Linked DNA regions of Ovis aries: region 2 is linked to region 1. Evidence: chromatin contacts called from public Hi-C data. All regions are on one chromosome and are shown on one strand. Each heading gives the region's core, a stretch centred on a gene start, on an enhancer-like site or on the middle of the called end of the contact. The rest is flanking DNA. Distances are from core to core; before and after follow the strand shown. Region 1 has its middle 100 kb from the start of OXGR1. Region 2 holds the start of MBNL2 (muscleblind like splicing regulator 2).

Evidence for each region. Hi-C and Micro-C count contacts between places; a contact is called where the count stands out from the background.
Region 2: a contact with region 1 is called in a Hi-C map of liver, with 3 times the contacts expected there. The contact joins the promoter of MBNL2 here to the enhancer-like site in region 1. A contact is called at or near these places in 2 of 16 Hi-C or Micro-C datasets (hypothalamus and liver).

The regions. Positions count from the first base shown.
Region 1 is chr10:73,625,425-73,630,094 of ARS-UI_Ramb_v3.0, reverse strand. No RefSeq gene overlaps it. Among named protein-coding and RNA genes, the nearest start is that of OXGR1, 100 kb to the right of the region's middle. Within about 2 kb of position 3,359, at least 6 of the 54 cell types and tissues checked have an H3K27ac peak or open chromatin away from gene starts, as enhancers often do. A contact at or near this core is called in liver, where this site is marked.
Region 2 is chr10:73,751,128-73,755,369 of ARS-UI_Ramb_v3.0, reverse strand. MBNL2 (muscleblind like splicing regulator 2) reads right to left here and starts at 1,282. Exons shown (of 8, transcript XM_060394207.1): 1 at 1-1,282.

The DNA of each region.
Region 1 (4,670 bases), core at 2,110-4,609:
GTTACCATGCTCAGATGATACTATGGCAACCAGGCTGCATAAAAGGGTGGGAGGGGGGAGGAGGTAGAGGCTGCTTAGCAACTTGAAGATTTTTAAAAGGCAAGTACTCATTTTAACAGCAACAGTTTTTAAAATGCCAGTTTCGAGGCGAGGAAAGAGAAGAACATTAGAGAAAGCAAATGGGAATAAAACAGGAGAGGAGTTAAACAACAACAACAAAAAAATATGAAAAGAGAGAGAGAGACATTTCCGTGACACTTCTCAGAGCTCTTGCATGTGCATCCTTATGGAAATCCTCTGAGCTTAGCAGGGTCTCTGTTCGCTGATGGGGAAACTGAGGCTCCCAGGGTGAGGGATGTCCCAGGGCTCAGCTGGTTCATTAGGGGCTAGCCTGGAACTAAGATCCGGACAAGGCTGATTTCAAATCGCACATTGTTTATCACACCAGGTTTAAAAAAAAAGATTCAGACAATCTGAGAAGAGGAATAAAAAATACAACTCCATGAAACTGTCAACAACGTGAAAAGAGACAAGCATCTGTTTTTTCAGGTAGAACGCCACAAAAAGAACAAAAATACACTTAAATATATGGACAGAATTTGGTGCAACTGAGGTGCCATTGGCTCATTTACTTGCCTATTTAGGGCACAAAGTGGCGACCAGCAGACGGTGTTGAGCTGAATGCACTGGAGGTTGCTTGCTTCTGGAAACCAGAGCATCTGGAGAGATTCATGGACATTGCAAGGATTCAAGTTAGTGAGGGTGGAGAGGAAGGGAAGGGAGGAGGGAAGAGTTGCTCTGACTTTGGAACAGATTGTCCAAGGGGAAAAACAGGCCTGGAAATAGATGGCCACACAGTTTGGCCCAGGACCACATAACCAGAGAGGGTTCAAGCACCTACTCCAGCCTCACTGACCACCGTTAACAGTTCACAGCTCCTCTGCCACTCCAGCCCTCCACCCTGGGAAACACTAGATGGTTAAAAAACCAAACAGGCCTCCAGTATGGCATGATGGCAGTGTTCAGCTTGATCACAGCCCCCAGTAACAGGTGACCAGAACAACAATGAGAAAATAACCTGTCCGGCTCACAAGCGATCTCTGAAGCAGAGCCTGCTTCAGTGTGGTGGGATGCATTTCTGTATAGTGTGTCCTTTCCTAAATATCCCAGGGTTTAGAGGTGCCACTCAAGACCGAAGGGCTGAATCAGAACCGCGCTGGTGGGAGCTTTGCCCTGTTTGGAGTGTTCTGTGGAATATGTAGATGGGAGGGTGGGGGTGAAGGTTGAAAAGAGCTGCTGGCTGACTTTCCTGCTTGTCAGCCATTCGTCCATGAGCATTTCTTTTTCTTTTTTTTTTTTTTAATATTGAACTACAGTTGCTTTACAGTGTTATATTAGTTTCTACGGTGCAGCTGAGTTGGGCAGTCACACAAATACATGTATCCTCTCTCAGTTTCCTTCACATTTAGGTCAAGAGCATTGAGTGGAGTTCCCTGTGCTCTACAGCATTTCTCCCTAGTTATCTATTTGTTCTCCCCGGTTATCTATTTCATACGTAGCATCATCAGTGTCAATATGTCCTGGACATGAGCATTTCTGGAGGAATGCCATGTGCCGGGTCCCAGTGAGCTTCCCACGCTGGTTCTCTTCACTCTCACCCTGCGAGGAGAGGACCCACAGCTCCGAGGGCCTCAGGCCTCCCAGAAGAGGCCACCGTTTCCCTTCTCCTTAATAACACGGTGCTGATGAGACAAGTGCTGTTTTGGGCTCCAGCGGTCACAACCCATCTCCGTGATGGCTCTTCTTGGCATTGCTTTCACTTGCTCTTAATTGAATTGAATTGCAGAGGCATTAAGAAACAGTAAACAGACTTCTTTCCCCTGTCCTCTTGGTACCCCCAAGGGTCTAGGTGACTCAGAAGGCTCCTAACCAACCCGATGCCACTGACGTTGGGTTTCTAGAGCCAGGAGTTTGAAGGACGTGGGACTGGATGGGTGGGGCTGTCTTCCTCATGACACAGTAAAAATGCAACGAGTCAACTTCTGGCTTAGTTCTAATTTTGCCATTGGCTCCACCTTCCAGCTCTTCAACACCTCTGTCCCCCCGTGGAATTTCTTACGAGCCCCAAACAGACTTCCCTGAATCCTTTCCTACTGTCCATTAATTCTTCCCGAGTCTTCAGTCCCCCACAGGGAAATACACTTCCCATCCTGGGCACTGCAAATGGTGACAAGTTACAATGGACATTTTATAGCATTTTCAATATACAAAATACAATTTTCAGATATACAAATCATTTTCAAATGCCATTACCTCATTTATAGAAAAAACAGCTATAATTGTTTACATACCAACATCCCCAGTTTATAGATAATGAGAATCAGAGAGAAGTGCTTTAGCGGGTCTCCTCCAAAGTCAATTCAGCTGCGAGACTACTAGAAAGCTAGTAAGGTTGGGACAAAGTCCAACTCCCAACTCCCTGCTCCTTAAGGATTTGGAAAACTCCTTCTCCTGTGGCTTACGTTAATTAAACCTAAACCTGCCTTTTAGAGCAAAGCAAAACAAATATGCTCTCTCTTTCAAATATTGGCCCTCCAAATATTTGAAGGCAGCGACTGGCTGCCCTCCAGGGCCTCGTTTCTCACGTTGGAAAGTGCAGGAAATTCACCCCAGGGAGTTTGCAAACCTGTCGGTTCTGATTCGGTGGTTTTGGGGTGTGGCCTGAGATTCTGGTTCCTAACAAGCCCTACCTCCTCCCAGATCAGTTGCTCAGAGCAGGGGGGGGGCGGGGGGGAAACCATATAAAATTAAGAAAAACACTTTTCATATTCCTGTTTCCTCTTCCCCTGCATTTATAAAAGCTCCCAGCTCACATAGGGCACTTCATAAATGTCCAATGTGTTTGGACAGAAGGGAGGCAGACTCAGTGACATCAAATACCTTCCCCTTCTTCATCCCAGCCCCATCCTTGGTTTAGAAAAAGCCTTCGCTTCTTACCCGTTACTCAACTCATCCGATTAACAGTTATCCTTTCTAAATCGGGAATAACTGTAAAAATGACTATTAGGTGCCTGGTGTACAAGGAAGACGTCTAATAAATCTCAGTGATCACCCCGCAAACAAAACCGAACCAAAGAAAGCAGAGACTTAAACAAGAATTGCCAAAACACTGTGTCCTCGCTGGAATAAGACAGGAAAAAATGCTCCACTGGAAAGAACACGCTGCAAGGAGCGCTCGGTCGACCTCCCCCCAAGGGAAACGGCGCGGCTAGCGGGGCGCCGACCAGGCTGCGGGGGCGCCCGGCCCGAGCTCTGCTGCCCTCTGCTGGCCAGACGCCCGCCCACGAGTCTCGTCGCATCGCCGCGGCTCCCAGGGGACCTGTATCCTCAGCTAGTAGGTTATGCAACACCGGACTGCAACGAGAGCACGTGTGAGAAAAGGAAACCACTGACCTCTTGGCGCTTCGATTAAATACAAAAGATAAGAGAAGCGGAGGGCGAGAAAAGAGCAAGTGCCTTCTCAACATAGAAGGGACCGAGCAAGGATGTACTCAAATGCACTCTGAGCAGGAGCTCTTAGAAGCAGGGGGACCACTCCTGTTTCGAATATGAAGAACCTGAAGCTGGGGGAAGATTGGGGATTGACGTTAGTGAGGGAAGTATCACTAGGGAGAGATCCAGCCAAGTTTGGAAGGGGGGCCCTTTCTGACTTCCAAATACCAGGTTTCTATACCTGGCTCTTTTATTCCTTAGCTAAGGGGCTGGACCAGATACTTGGTCATGTTGGGTCTTGATGTTCTTCATTTTTCAGATGAGGGACTGACTGAGGTGGGCTCTGTGGTGCCTTTCAGTTCTCACATTCTGAGTACAACACCCTGAGAAGACCATAATTCAAACAGGCACATGTACCCCAATGTTCACTATTTATAATAGTCAGGTCATGGAAGCAACCTAGGTGTCCATCAACAGATGAATGGATAGGGAAGATGGGGTACATGTATCTGCTCTTCTTAAGCAGGAGTAGACTATGGGATCATCTTCCCCAGGGGGACTCTGCATTTCTCATCAAACAAAGCTACGGGGGACTAGCTTCCACACCCACCTAGTAGCACCAGCATACTGGACCCCCTGACATATTCTTCAATTAGTCAGGTAAGTCATTCAGTCGTGTCCGACTTTGCGACCCCATGGACTGCAGCACACCAGGTTTCCCTGTCCATCACCAACTCCCAGAGCTTGCTCAAAGTCATGTCCTTTGAGTTGGTGATGCCATTCAACCATCTCATCCTTTTAAGTCCCCTTTCTCTCTCTTCCTTCAATCTTTCCCAGCATCAGGGTCTTATCCAATGAGTCAGTTCTTTGCATCCAAAGGATTGGAGTTTCAGCTTCAGCATTAGTCCTTCCAATGAATATTCAGGACTGATTTCCTTTGGGATTGACTGGTTTGATCTCCTTGCAGTCATATTCTTCAGAGGCTACCAAATTATTTCAAAGCTGTGTTTTTGAAACAAGCCTTCAAGTTTTAAATGTTGATCACTGGTGAAATTTCCCAGTCAATCTCGCCCATTCAAAATACACGGTTAATGTTGCTGAGAAATGAACACTACAAACTGAGCAGGTTCATCCATGCCTGTCAGGCTCCAGGAGACATGAACATTTTTATATTTTTT
Region 2 (4,242 bases), core at 33-2,532, 130 kb before region 1:
GCTAGTCAGATTTTTTTTTTCCTTCGCTTCAGTGCTTGCTAACTATTCTAAAAATGTTACACATTTATTGTAAACATATGCTTCCGAGGCCTAACAAAAAAGCACAGTTTCCTCATGCCTGGCAGAAATTTAAAACGGAAAAGGGCAGAAAGAATTCTTTAACAAATATATCCTTTCCTTCTCTTGGGCCAAGTGTGTTAAAAATAAATCTTCTCCATCATTTCTCACTGCTGCTTCTCGGCAAGAAAGTTGATATGGTTCGGCACAGTGAAAACACAGCTTTAAAAAGCTAGCCTGCCCTCATTAAATTATTCTGCTGGCTGTGTGTTCTCATTAAAAATGCATAAAGATCAGATAATTGCAGTAAGCATTATTAACCCAGCTTTACTTTTGAATATAATGGTTCCACTTTTAAGCTGGAAACAAAGGCTCAGACATGCCAGAAAAAGAAATGTAAACATTGAACTACAGTATCGAAAACTTGTCAGAAAGCTACCTCTAGCTGGCTTGTTAAAATGTGCTTTTGAAACTCAATTAAAAGCCATGGCATTGGAGAGCTAGGTAGGTCCCTAATATCCCATAAGTCGATGTATTTTTTCTTTAAAAAACATTTCATCCATAATTATTTACCAGGAAGTTTTTTTCGCCCCCCCTTAATCACGAGTCTGTTTTCAAATCTTAGGATCAACGCAAACTTTATTTATTCGGGAGCTAACTATGGCAGTCTGAAAAAATTTTTTTCTAGAACCAGAAAAGAAGAAGGTCCCCAAGAATTCAAATGGTTTCTGTTGAGTAATCAATGGTCCTATTCTTTGAAATAAAAACTCGTTTTATGCTTCACCCCAAACAGGCGGCAGAGATTCACGCTTGGCCATTTCTTTCTTTCTTTTTTTTTTTTTTTTTCAAATCAAAACGTTACGTAAAACTCCAGGGTCCCCCCCTGCAAGGATTTCATTTGAATTAGTGGAACCCGGTTTCCCTGGCTTCCTGAAGCAACACACACGGAATGCAGCACACTGCAGCAAACTCTTCAAACATTCAGGGGGGAAAAAAAAAGGAGAGGCGGGGGGACGATTTCCCTACCTTGTTTAGCTCTGTCTCTCCTTCTCTGTTACAGTAACCCCAGGAACATCTGGTAGAATCAAGCGGCCGCGGTTTCTTCGCTGCATCCTGAGGAAGAAATTTCCATGTAAATAGTTCTCATTCCCTGCTTATTGTACTCTGGGAGCCGTCTGCCGTATCTGGAAAATTTTGCCTTCAGATGATGAAGCAAAGACAGTCTAAACTCTGTTGCTGTAAGCTGCAGCCCTTCCTTCCGACAAATCCCTCCCCGCCGCGGGCAGCCAATCGCCAGCCAGCTCGTCAGCGCTGCTCGTCTGAACCGGGCCCTCATAGGATGACTGACACAGCAACACAGCACTTGCGGTGTGTGAAAACAGTGCATCCATACTGAAGAAAGAGGAATTTCCCTCTCGGAAGAAAGCAGTCAGAGCCCCCAGACAAAGTGGCACATCATTGGCAGAGCAGAGAGAGGGGGTAGCTCCCCGAGAACACCCTTTAAGCCTAGCCAGCCCAGAGCCCGCGGTGGCACTGTCAATACTTTGGAAAACACAAAACTCGGGCAGATTCAGGAGACCTCCAGGTTGTCCATGAAACTGAAGTCGTTATCCCATTGGACAAAGCATCTATCTATCTATCTATCTATCTATCTATCTATCTATCTATCTATCTATCTATCTATCTGTCTATCTTTAAAGGCAAACAATTCCATGTCTGCCATGGAAATGAATACACCTTGCAAAACATTTGCATCTGGTTTTCACTAGTGAGGAGGAACGTGTTAACCCAAGTGCATAGTCAAAGTCAAAACAGGCTTGTGTCCCGAACACAGTTTTCCTGTATAACATCTGTTATGGCCGTGGTTACTTACTGGAGCTCATATACCTTTTCTCCAAGTTTTCAGGCTCCTGGGGACCTTCAATTAAGGAATTCTGAACAATGGAATTGATATCTCTGCTTCACCCTTGGCAGGCCCCCCGAGAGGATTAGGTGTGCTGTCACCTGACTCTAAGGTTCCTCACCACTTGACAAATACCGTGCACTGGTCCAGATCGTCATTAATGAAGCAACCATTAACCAGAGGATGTTTACTGTTGAAAACACTTGTCACGTGATCCTAGGGGCGCCATCAGGTGCAACCCCACAAAGGATAATGTGGAGGTGCTGAAGTTCCCTGAGATAAAGCAAAAAAGGAACAGAAAGGTTAGTAAAGTTTATTTATCTTCCCCAGTCAATGTTACTCTGTGTATATATATATACACATATATATATGTGGTGTTTAGAAAACACGAAAAGCACACATTTTCCTTCCACTAAACACAACATTTTGAATTTTTTGGGAAAACTTGTGTTATGATTACAAAGCTAGACCAAGGCAGGAACAAAGTCTGAAAGGTTGAATCCTTGGCGCTATTGTTTATAAGTGATTGTTCGCTGCATCTGTAATGAAGTGACAGATGGAATGCAATGTAATGGTTTCTTTTGATTTTATCAATTTCATTTAAAAATCACAATATTTCATAATGGTTTGTAGGTTGTTTCTTTTAATAGAATACTGTACTTTATTCCCCTCGAATCTTATACTTATCGTTTCATTCCAGTATAAATCCATCATATACATAACTTGCAGGCTATCATCTACTATAATTTTTCTAGAAATTTAAATGATCTCTGTGGTTGAACAGGTAAACCACTATTTTTAAATATCCTTAGTATCATGCTGCATGTAAATGGAATATCACAGGTTTATGGATATCCCCCTCTTGACCCCTCTCTGATTATGACTTTAAAACTATCTTTCCCTTGATTCCAATCCTCAAAGTTTAGTCTTCTTTGACTCATTCTTCTATTTTCATTCAGTGAAACTAAATCTGGTTGATTTTTTTCCTTCTAGCTAGTTCACAACTCTGACCTATTACCCAGCTAATACAAATGCTAATAAGCTAGCTTCTGAGATTCAAGCCTGCCCATGTTCACACTCCCCAGTTGCCAGACAGGTTTTCCAAAGTCATGTGGTGTCATGTTCCTTTCATAGTCAAGTCTTCTCTCTATAAAATCCAAATGACTGACTTTCAAGGTCCTTCATAATCTGGGCCCTCCCTTTCTACCCAACTTTTTCTGAGCTGTTTTTCTAAGTACTTTCTGGTGGCGTCATGCCTGAGTCTCCATGGCTCCTAAAACCCATCTACAGACCTGACTCCCCAGAGCTTCACTCAACAAAATCTCCCCCAACCTTTAGACCTCTGCTTGAATCCTCTTTCTTCTCTGATGGTTTCCCTGCTCACATTGTCTTCTCTGATGTTCTCCTGTAAAAGCAGTCTGCGCTGTTGCTATACCAGACCATTAAATCCTTAGTGATGAGCTGACCTTTCCATCTCAGAAAGCTTGGCTTGATAGTATATTAATTGTTACTGTATGTAAAGTGTCTATACCGTGGCTGGCACATGATTAACACTAACTGACGGTTCTTCTTATCTTAATTTCTATATTGTTCATTGCATGTAGCAAGATGCCATGCACAAACTTGCTGACTTCATTATTAGTATCTCAAGATTTGATATCATGTCCATACAATTGCACCAGCCAAGAATCTGGCAGTCATTTTTGACCCTCCTCTCCCCAACCATTATATGAAATCTATCATCAAAGCTTGTCAAGTTTCAGTAAGTCAGTTCAGTTGCTCAGTCATGTCCGACTCGTTGCGACCCCATGGACTGCAGCACTCTAGGCTTGCCTGTCCATCACCAGCTCCCGGAGCTTGCTCAAACCCATGTCCATTGAGTCGGTGATGCCATCCAACCATCTCATCCTCTGTTGCCCCCTTCTCCTCCCGCCTTCAAGCTTTCCCAGCATCAGGGTCTTTGCCGATGAGTCAGTTCTTCGCATCAAGTGGCCAAAGGATTGGAGCTTCAGCTTAATTGTCAAGTTCAGCACCTAAATGTTGTGAAATGTTTCACCTGCTCCATCTCCACCAGTGCAACTTTGTCCCAGCTCTCAGTGTTCTTCATCATGACTAGTGGAATAGCCTCTTAGCGGGTATCCTGCATATATTCTTAATCCCTTCAATCCCTTTGACTCACATCAGCTAGAATAAGAATTTCGGAGAAGGCAATGGAACCCCACTCCAGTACTCTTACCTGGAAAATCCCATGGACGGAGGAGCCTGGTAGGCTAGGGGATACC